2 separate regions of the Mus musculus genome follow, and region 1 is linked to region 2. Evidence: chromatin contacts called from public promoter capture Hi-C data. All regions are on one chromosome and are shown on one strand. The core of a region is the stretch at or near the end of the contact, and the rest is flanking DNA. Distances in the headings are between cores, read along the strand shown.

Evidence for each region. Promoter capture Hi-C pulls out the DNA fragments that hold promoters and counts their contacts.
Region 1: a promoter capture Hi-C map of embryonic stem cells shows a contact between it and region 2, with 3 times the contacts expected there. The contact joins the promoter of Nxt2 here to the promoter of Irs4 in region 2. A contact is called at or near these places in 4 of 39 promoter capture datasets (cranial neural crest, embryonic stem cells, hippocampal neurons and 1 more), 2 of 484 Hi-C or Micro-C datasets (both in embryonic stem cells) and 1 of 115 datasets of contacts at active chromatin or transcription factors (embryonic stem cells).

The regions. Positions count from the first base shown.
Region 1 is chrX:142,225,393-142,229,526 of GRCm38.p6, forward strand. Nxt2 (nuclear transport factor 2-like export factor 2) reads left to right here and starts at 2,785. Exons shown (of 4, transcript NM_172782.4): 1 at 2,785-2,989; 2 at 4,132-4,134. The coding sequence starts at 2,975.
Region 2 is chrX:141,723,728-141,727,453 of GRCm38.p6, forward strand. It overlaps Irs4 (insulin receptor substrate 4), which reads right to left and starts at 1,490. Exons shown (of 2, transcript NM_010572.2): 1 at 1-1,490. The coding sequence starts at 1,471. Gm15295 (a long non-coding RNA gene) reads left to right here. Exons shown (of 4, transcript XR_003953074.1): 3 at 79-1,721; 4 at 2,332-3,726.

The DNA.
Region 1 (4,134 bases), core at 1,535-4,034, 500 kb after region 2:
CATCCCAGGCAAGGTTTTCTTTGTTTTATTTTGGTTTTTGGTTTTTTTTTTCCTCATTTGAGTTTCATCTCAAATTCTTTTTTTAAAAAGATTATTTATTTATTTATTTATTTAATGTATGTGAGTATACTGACACTCTCTTCAGATATTACAAATGGTTGGGAGCTACCATGTTGTCGCTGGGAATTGAAGCTCTGGAAGAATACTCAGTGCTTTTAACTGCTGAGCCATCTCTACAGCCCCTCAAATTCTTAAAATATGGATAATATTAATATTTACCTCTCTGTGTTTTGTGACAATTGAATGAAATTATATTAAATTCCTTCCTGTACTGAAGAAAAGTCAAAACCAATATAACAATGAACAGTAGTTAATTTATCAGGAAACGTAATTTCTTAAAATTTTCTTAAATTTTGGAGAGAACTCTGTAAAAAATAAATTAAAAAAACACATCAAGATAGGCTTAAAATATTAGAACTATGGTGGTGGGGAGAGAGTGATTAAATATAAAAAGGAGAGGTAAGAGTGAGGGGGAGGAGCGCAGGAGGGAAGAAGGAACAGGGAAGGGGATTAGAAAGGCAAAGACAGAGAGAGATGGTGGGGTAGAAAATGTTTTAGAGAGTGGCCAAAACTAGATATTCAAAATTCATTACGTGGAATTCCTTTAAACCTTATTAGTACATACTTGATTTTTTGCCATTTTTGTTATTAAGCTTTGCAGTGGTATTATGGCCACTAAGTTCACTGCTTAGCAGCTAGAGCTTTGCACAATGCCTGGATCACAGTAAATGATTATAAATACTTGTGGATAGAATAAAGAATAAGAGGAGAACCAAACATTAATAAAAAAATCCAAAGATCCACACATAACTGATTGAGAAAATTATGGAATTGAAATAAACTGGAATAAAATTAGTTTAAATTTTGGACTTGAGTTTCTGAGAAACCCGAGAAACATGCAGACCATTCTCATTTTCACTATTAGTCAAATTCAGTATGTATAATTCATCTCCATAAAAAAGCTAGAACTGAAGATACAGACTTGTGATTCATTAGCATATAAAGAACAGTGGGGCATCTTGTGGGAGCAGCCGCGCCGGAAGTTATAAGAATTATAAGAATACAGGAAGTAAGCCGGGCTTGGTGGCACATGCCTTTAATCCCAGCACTCGGGAGGCAGAGGCAGGCGGATTTCTGACTTCTAGGCCAGCCTGGTCTACAGAGTGGGTTCCAGGTCAGCCAGGGCTATACAGAGAAACCCTGTCCCGAAAAAAAAAAAAAAAAGAATACAGGAAGTGAGCATCATCGCCGACAAAAAAAAAAAAAAAAAAAAAAAAAAAAAAGTGAAGTAACTAAGGCGCACGCGCAGTGACGTTCAGTTGCTCAGCTTTGGAGAAGTGAGCGGTAACCGTTAGTGGGATAGTGAGAGCTGACGGAGGATAAAGATATGAAAAAATTTCGAAGTAACTGGTCCAATGGGGACCAACATTTTGGAAACTCGGGCAGTTCCTGGGTGGAGCCACAAATCAACTACAAATAGTAAGTTTATAGAAATATTTTGATTCAAAAATTAGAAGTCCGGCGGTAGCCGCTTTGAAATCATTGGTTTTTTTAAAAAATGGCAGTGATATTTAAAAATGGGAATGGGTGGGTAGGGAAGTGGGGGACTTTTGGGATAGCATTGGAAATGTAATTGAGGAAAATACGTAATAAAAAAAAAATGGCAGTGGGAACCGGGCGGTCGTGGGAGCCGGGCAGTCGTGGCGCACGCCTTTAATCCCAGCACTCAGGAGGCAGAGGCAGGCAGATTTCTGACTTCGAGGCCAGCCTGGTCTACAGAGTGAGTTCCAGGACAGCCAGGGCTATACAGAGAAACACTGTCTCGAAAAAAAACAAAAACAAAAAACAAAACAAAACAAAACAAAAACCAAAAAACAAAAACAAACAAAAAATGGCAGTGGAGTAGTGAAACATTACTTGTACTTAAATCCTAGGTAGTCGCTGGTTAATCACTTTTTTAAATAGACTGATAAGAAAATAATATTTAACTTATAGTTGTCATAAATAATTGAGTATGAGTAAAAATGTTTAGAAACGTGCTTGTGATCACTACTAAACTGTTTCTTGTCCTGCTGTTCTTGAATACGCTGTGGAAACACACACCGTAGGGTTTAGGGGGGTAGTCCTTGTTATATAATCCCCCCAGAGTGGCGAGAATCCGTGAAATGCTTGTATATTAAACCGTGAGAAATTGTAGGCAGCCCAGCGAAGCTTAGTGGCCAAGGCTCAAAATGGAGAACATTTTAGAACTTTAAACAGTTTTTAAACCCCACTGGCCGTACTTTAAACAGTTTTCAGCACCCCCTGTACTTTAAAATTTTTCAGCCCTCGTGCAGTTGGCGGTTGGTGTTACTTTCCATAAGTTCTGCCCCCTTTTCCTATTGGCTACGGACATAGATTCCCCCCCCCCCCGTTTCTCGTTGGCCTTCAAATTTTGGCCCCGCCTCCTCGTGTGAAGAGGTTCCCACCCAAAATTGAATATTTAATATTAACTTGTGCCAGGACAGGTAGCTGGGAACTTGAGATGTATTTGTTTTCCATATTAAGCTTACAAAAGCAAGGTCCTCCCCTTCTGTTTTGTTGGGGTTTTGGGGGGATGGTGTAGGTTGGTTAGTTTTTTCGTTTATCTGTTTCTCTTATGGTAAATAAACAGTTTGCAAGTAATTTAAAACGGATGGGCGGGATCACTCGGAACTGAAGGGAAACGCTGCTTAAAGTTGGAACATCGGGGTGATTTTAACACCGGACTGAGCTACTTCCGGGGGACAATGGGCGGGTTGAGAAATCTGTGCCATTGGCGAGGTTCGTTTTGTTGCTAAACATCTCATCCTTCCACAGCCAAAGGACCCAGACGAGCGCGGAAGTGCGGACATCTCCGGGGCCAGCTCTGGAGCAGACCATTTCCAGCCCCCTGATGGCCTTGGCAGTGGTGAGTGCGTGACACCTCCTGGCGCCCGCGGCTTGGCCGAGGAGCAAGCAAGCTAGGGCTCGGGCAGCGGAGGGGAGGGGAGGGCAGCGGAGGGGAGGGCAGCCGAGGGGAGGGCAGCGGAGGGGAGGGCAGCCGAGGGGAGGGGAGGGAGAGGGGAAGGGAGGGGAGGGGAGGGGAGGGGGGAGGGGAGGGGAGGGAGAAGGGAGGAGGCGCGAGCATGAGCGAGTGGCGAATCAGGCTCCAGCCCGCCAGCCCCTGGGGCGGAGCTCGCGCCCTCCGCCCGCCCCCTGCTCCGGAGATGGAGCGGCTGGTGGGAGTCCAGCAGCCTGTGTGAGGATGCAGCTCTGTGGCCGGTGGCTTTAGGTGGCCCTCTTTCCGTTGGCGCTTAAAGATAGATAGATAGATGATAGATAGATAGATAGATAGATAGATAGATAGATAGATAGATAGATAGATAGATAGATAGATAGATAGAGCAAGCAAAAGCTCCGGATCCCTGAAAAAGGGTGGCGATTGTTTTTATTTATTTCAAAGACTAGAACTGCCTCCACAAAAGGGTTACTTCATCAGGGATACTCTGGTGAGAATGGATCTGAGGGGTTTCATTTCTTAGGTTCTGCAATTCACTTCCAGACACGAGTGAGTGGTTATATAACGTAAGAAAAATGTCTCCGTGAGGCTGCTTAGACGTTCACTTCTATTTTGACAGGTTTTTTTTTTTTTTGGTTTTTTTGTTTGTTTGTTTGTTTTTTAATCGCAGTAGCTTTTGAGCTTGGTCATAAGCGCTTGAAATGAAGCGCTTTGCTAGCCTACTCAATAATTGCCCACACTTCACACCTAGGGTCCCTGCCTCTGCACATCTCCGAGTTACAGATACATGCCAAGCAAAGAACCAAGATTCATATGTGACGAATGAAAAGATGGGAGATGAATGTGTTTTAAAGACATACACCTAAAACTAGCAGCAGATTTTCAAGCAGAAATTTGTGCCTTAATCTTAATACTCAAATTTATGTCATAGGAGTGGAATTCAAATGCAGCTTTAGAATGATGAGCATAAATTGACAACTTCTTTTGTGTATTTTGTGCTTGAGGGGGGATTGGTGGAATTATAATCTACATTTGTGAATATTTTCTCGTAGAAT
Region 2 (3,726 bases), core at 240-2,739:
CATTTCCTGAGCCCCAGTTGTTCATAGGTATGCAATCACCTCGGTTTCCTTCCTCACCCTCCTTGTCTTTTTCTTCAGTGTTGCCAGAGCTGGAACCGGAGGCTTCACGGGCTCTGTCGTTGGGGACATCTTCAGGCTGTGGGATCCTTCCCGGGCTAGGTGCTGAGCGTCGGAAAAGGCTGGGTGGTACTGACGCGGCTCTCCTGGACCTGCGGGCTCTGGGCAGGTGCCCTCTTCCTCGCCTAAAGGGAGGCGGAGGCTCTCTGGGTGAGATGAAGCGCCTGGTGAATAGCATCTCTTCCCTCTCACGGATAGCTCTGAGGCGGCAAAACTGCTCCAAGCCGTATCTTCTGAGCCAGCCACCAGGCTCCAGCGGGAGCAAGCCCAGGTGCCTCCTAGTGGACAGCAGGGTTAACAGGTGGGCGCCAATACTGATGCTGTAGCTGCGGCATCGGGCTCTGTATTCATCTGCGCACAAGGCTCTCATCTTCTCCAGAAACAGCTCATGCATATTTTGGGCCACCACGGAGTCATCCACTTGCATCCACAGCTCCCCCGGACCTATGACAGTGGATCTGCCGACTTCCAAGAAGAAGTACTGCTCCGAGTGCCCACAGCGACGAATGCTCAGCAGCTGGACGACCACACTGGCCACTTCGGTATTGAGCCTTACAAACACTACCTCTTCGTCGGTAAGACACAGCCGGAACACGCCGCTCAGCTCTTTTCTGTGCCCCAGCCCCCTGGGTTTCACTACTACCTGCCACACATCTTTGTAGAAGGGTGGCTCCGCCGCCGCTGCGGCCGCCAGGGCTGCCGGCTCTCCGTCCGGCAGTGCGCCTAGCGTGCCGCAGCGGCGGCGCTTGCTCTCGAGGATGAGGCGGCTGAGGAGCAAGTACCAGCTTTCTTGTTCCGACTCGTTCTCGGCCACCATCGCGAAGTATTCGTCCTGGGTAAAAAGGGCAATGAGGTGTCGGTACCTGGCATCGGCGCGCTGGCTCACGGAGAAGCATTGGTACAGGATGATCACGCGCCGTGGTGGGATGAGCGCGGGGACCGCAGCACCGGAGGCGGCCGCCTCTGCTGCAGCCGCCGCGGCGCGGACACTGTGCCGGAACTTCCTGGCATTTCGGTAGTATTCGAGTCGAGCTGGAGCGTCTGCGGTCTCGAGTTTGAGCACGAAGTAACGCCTATGCCCATGCTTCTGCTTCCTCAGGTAGCCGCGTTTGCAGACTTCATCCCCGACGGGGAGGTCCTCCTCTTCGGATTCCGAGTCTGACCGGGAGCCAGTGGCTGTGGAGAGCCACATGGCTCCCGGACAGGACGACCCGGTCCCAATGAGTGCGGTCCGGGTTCCCGAGGAAAGGAGCGGGGTGGTCGCCACTGCTGCTAGAGCTGCGGAGGCTGCTGCTGCTGCTGAGGCTCTCAGTCTCCTAAGCGCTTGGTGGCCAGAGAAGGAGCAACTCGCCATGGTGATGCACCGTGGTTTTAAGGTGAGCGGAGGGGAGGGGGGGCTCGAGAAGGGAGGGCTTTGGGGGGAGAAGAGGCAGTCTCCCCCTGTCTGCCCGCCCCAGACCCCTCCCGCCTAGGCCCGCGTCCCCGCCCACTTCACTGGGCTCAAGGCAGTGGGCAAAACAACACGTGACCGTCGCCTCACGCGGCAGCTCGCACCACAGGCAGCTACCCCAGCGGTGGAGGGGCGCAAGCGGCCACCAGTAAAGGTGTGCGTGGGATGGGGACCTGGAGCCAGGGAAGCAGGGCCATCTTCAAAGCGCCAGAGACCCTTTGGGAGAATCTAAGGGCGTTTGGTTCAAGGCAAAACCGACGGGAGGAGGCGGGGCTCTCTAACCACACCAAGCCTAGTCCTGAGTACCAGAAGGATGGGGTGGAGGGTAGACGTGAGAGGTGGAGGACACAGCGGCCAGCCATCGTGACAAGATGGGTTGCCGCAGCCCCACACCCATTTGGCCGGAGGGGGATAGAGGTGTTGGGAGGGGAGGGGGCAGGCAGAGCACCGGATGGTTTGTTTGTTTATTTAGGAAGCCGGGGGACCAGGTGAAATCGCTGCAAGGCTCTGATTGGTTAGGATACGAGCCAATGGGAGGGTCCAACAAGGGGGTGGCCCTGAATACATTAGTTTAGTGGAAGGGGGAGTTGGGGGATGAGGGGGCGTGGTTGGGGTCCCAGAGAGGGGCTTCTCAATCTGCTTGTCTCTGGATCAGGCTGTAAACAACCCTCGGAAAATAGCTGTTAATGGTGGTGATAAATTCCTGCAAATCCCAGAGCCGCGGTGACCCCTCTGCCAGGAGCCCTTTCTCTTTTTCCCTACAGCTCACATTTTCCCTTCCGATCGCAGTTTGCTCTAGTTCCACCCGCCTCTCACTTTGAGCTGTGCTTCTTAGCAGAAAATGTCAGTTATCTCTGGAAACGCGGCAAGGACCTGGGTCCTCAGACCTGCTACACACCAGGCTGCACACCAGGCTGCACACGCCTCCTCGCCCTCTCCACCCCTGACAAAAGCCAGGGACTCCAAAGACTCGGGAATTACGGCGATGCCTTCAAAATTAACGCTATCTGTACACAGAGTGTATTTCTAGTCCACGAAAACACAGGTTTGCTAGATGTGATGTTTCTATTTGATTGATGACGACTATAAAAGTACAAATTTGGGGGCCTGCGAAGTATACAGCCATGTTGGAAAAAGCCGGACTTGATTCTTTTCTGAAAACCAATATTGAGCTGTCAAGATATTCCCCCCACATCCCAGGGCAGTACTTTGAACTGTACCCTTAAGGAATTAACAAATAGTAACTTTCTTTGTCCTTGAAGGAGACCGAGAAACTTTATGAAAAAGAAAAGCTCTTATCTAGAACAAAGGACTGTATGAATATATACCCTTGAATATATTTTGCATCCTTTACTTCAGGAAGGTCTTTGCTTCATTTCAGTTTACAAATGATATCACAAAAATAATGAATCTACTGCCTCCCTTCTTGGAGAAAGTGCCGGAGTGTAAGGTGTAAGTGCAACCTTCTAAAAACTGTCCTCTTCTCTTCTCTCCTCTCCTCTCCTCTCCTCTCCTCTCCTCTCCTCTCCTCTCCTCTCAGTCTCTGCCTTGTCTCTGGCTCTCTCATCTCAGATAGCGACAGGTTGAGATGTTATTAAAGTATCAAAGAAGCGACTGCATTTGAAAAGAGGGATAGAGGAACGCATAGCATTTCTCTTTCAGAGAGAGAGAGGAATGTCAATTTACCTTTCCTATCGTAGATACTGCAAAGGGGAAATAGTTATAAATCCAACAGCAAAATAGGCAGGGATACATTATAAAAATAGACTCCATCTCCTTTTTTCTTAAGAATTCTCTTTGTTAGCAACAGAAGAACTACATTCAAATAGATGGCACTTTCCTGATGGTCAGGTTTAGAGTGGGGGAAGTGGTTTTATTTGGGCCCCAAAGATTAGGAACAGTCATTAACATGTCTTTTGCCTCCAGCCAGTGTATTCACAGGTGCTAGAAACAACTGTGCTTTTGGAAATGGGCTGGAGGCAGGATGAATAAGGGGCTGAAAGCAGCATGAATGTGAATGAACTGGGGTCTCTACCTACAGGTTTCAACTGCTTCGTTACATATGTACAAGGTTAAATGCACTTAAATTCAAAACGATCATGGATACATTAATTTGAAGTTATAACATTTTACAACTTTATAAATTCACGGTTTTGCTT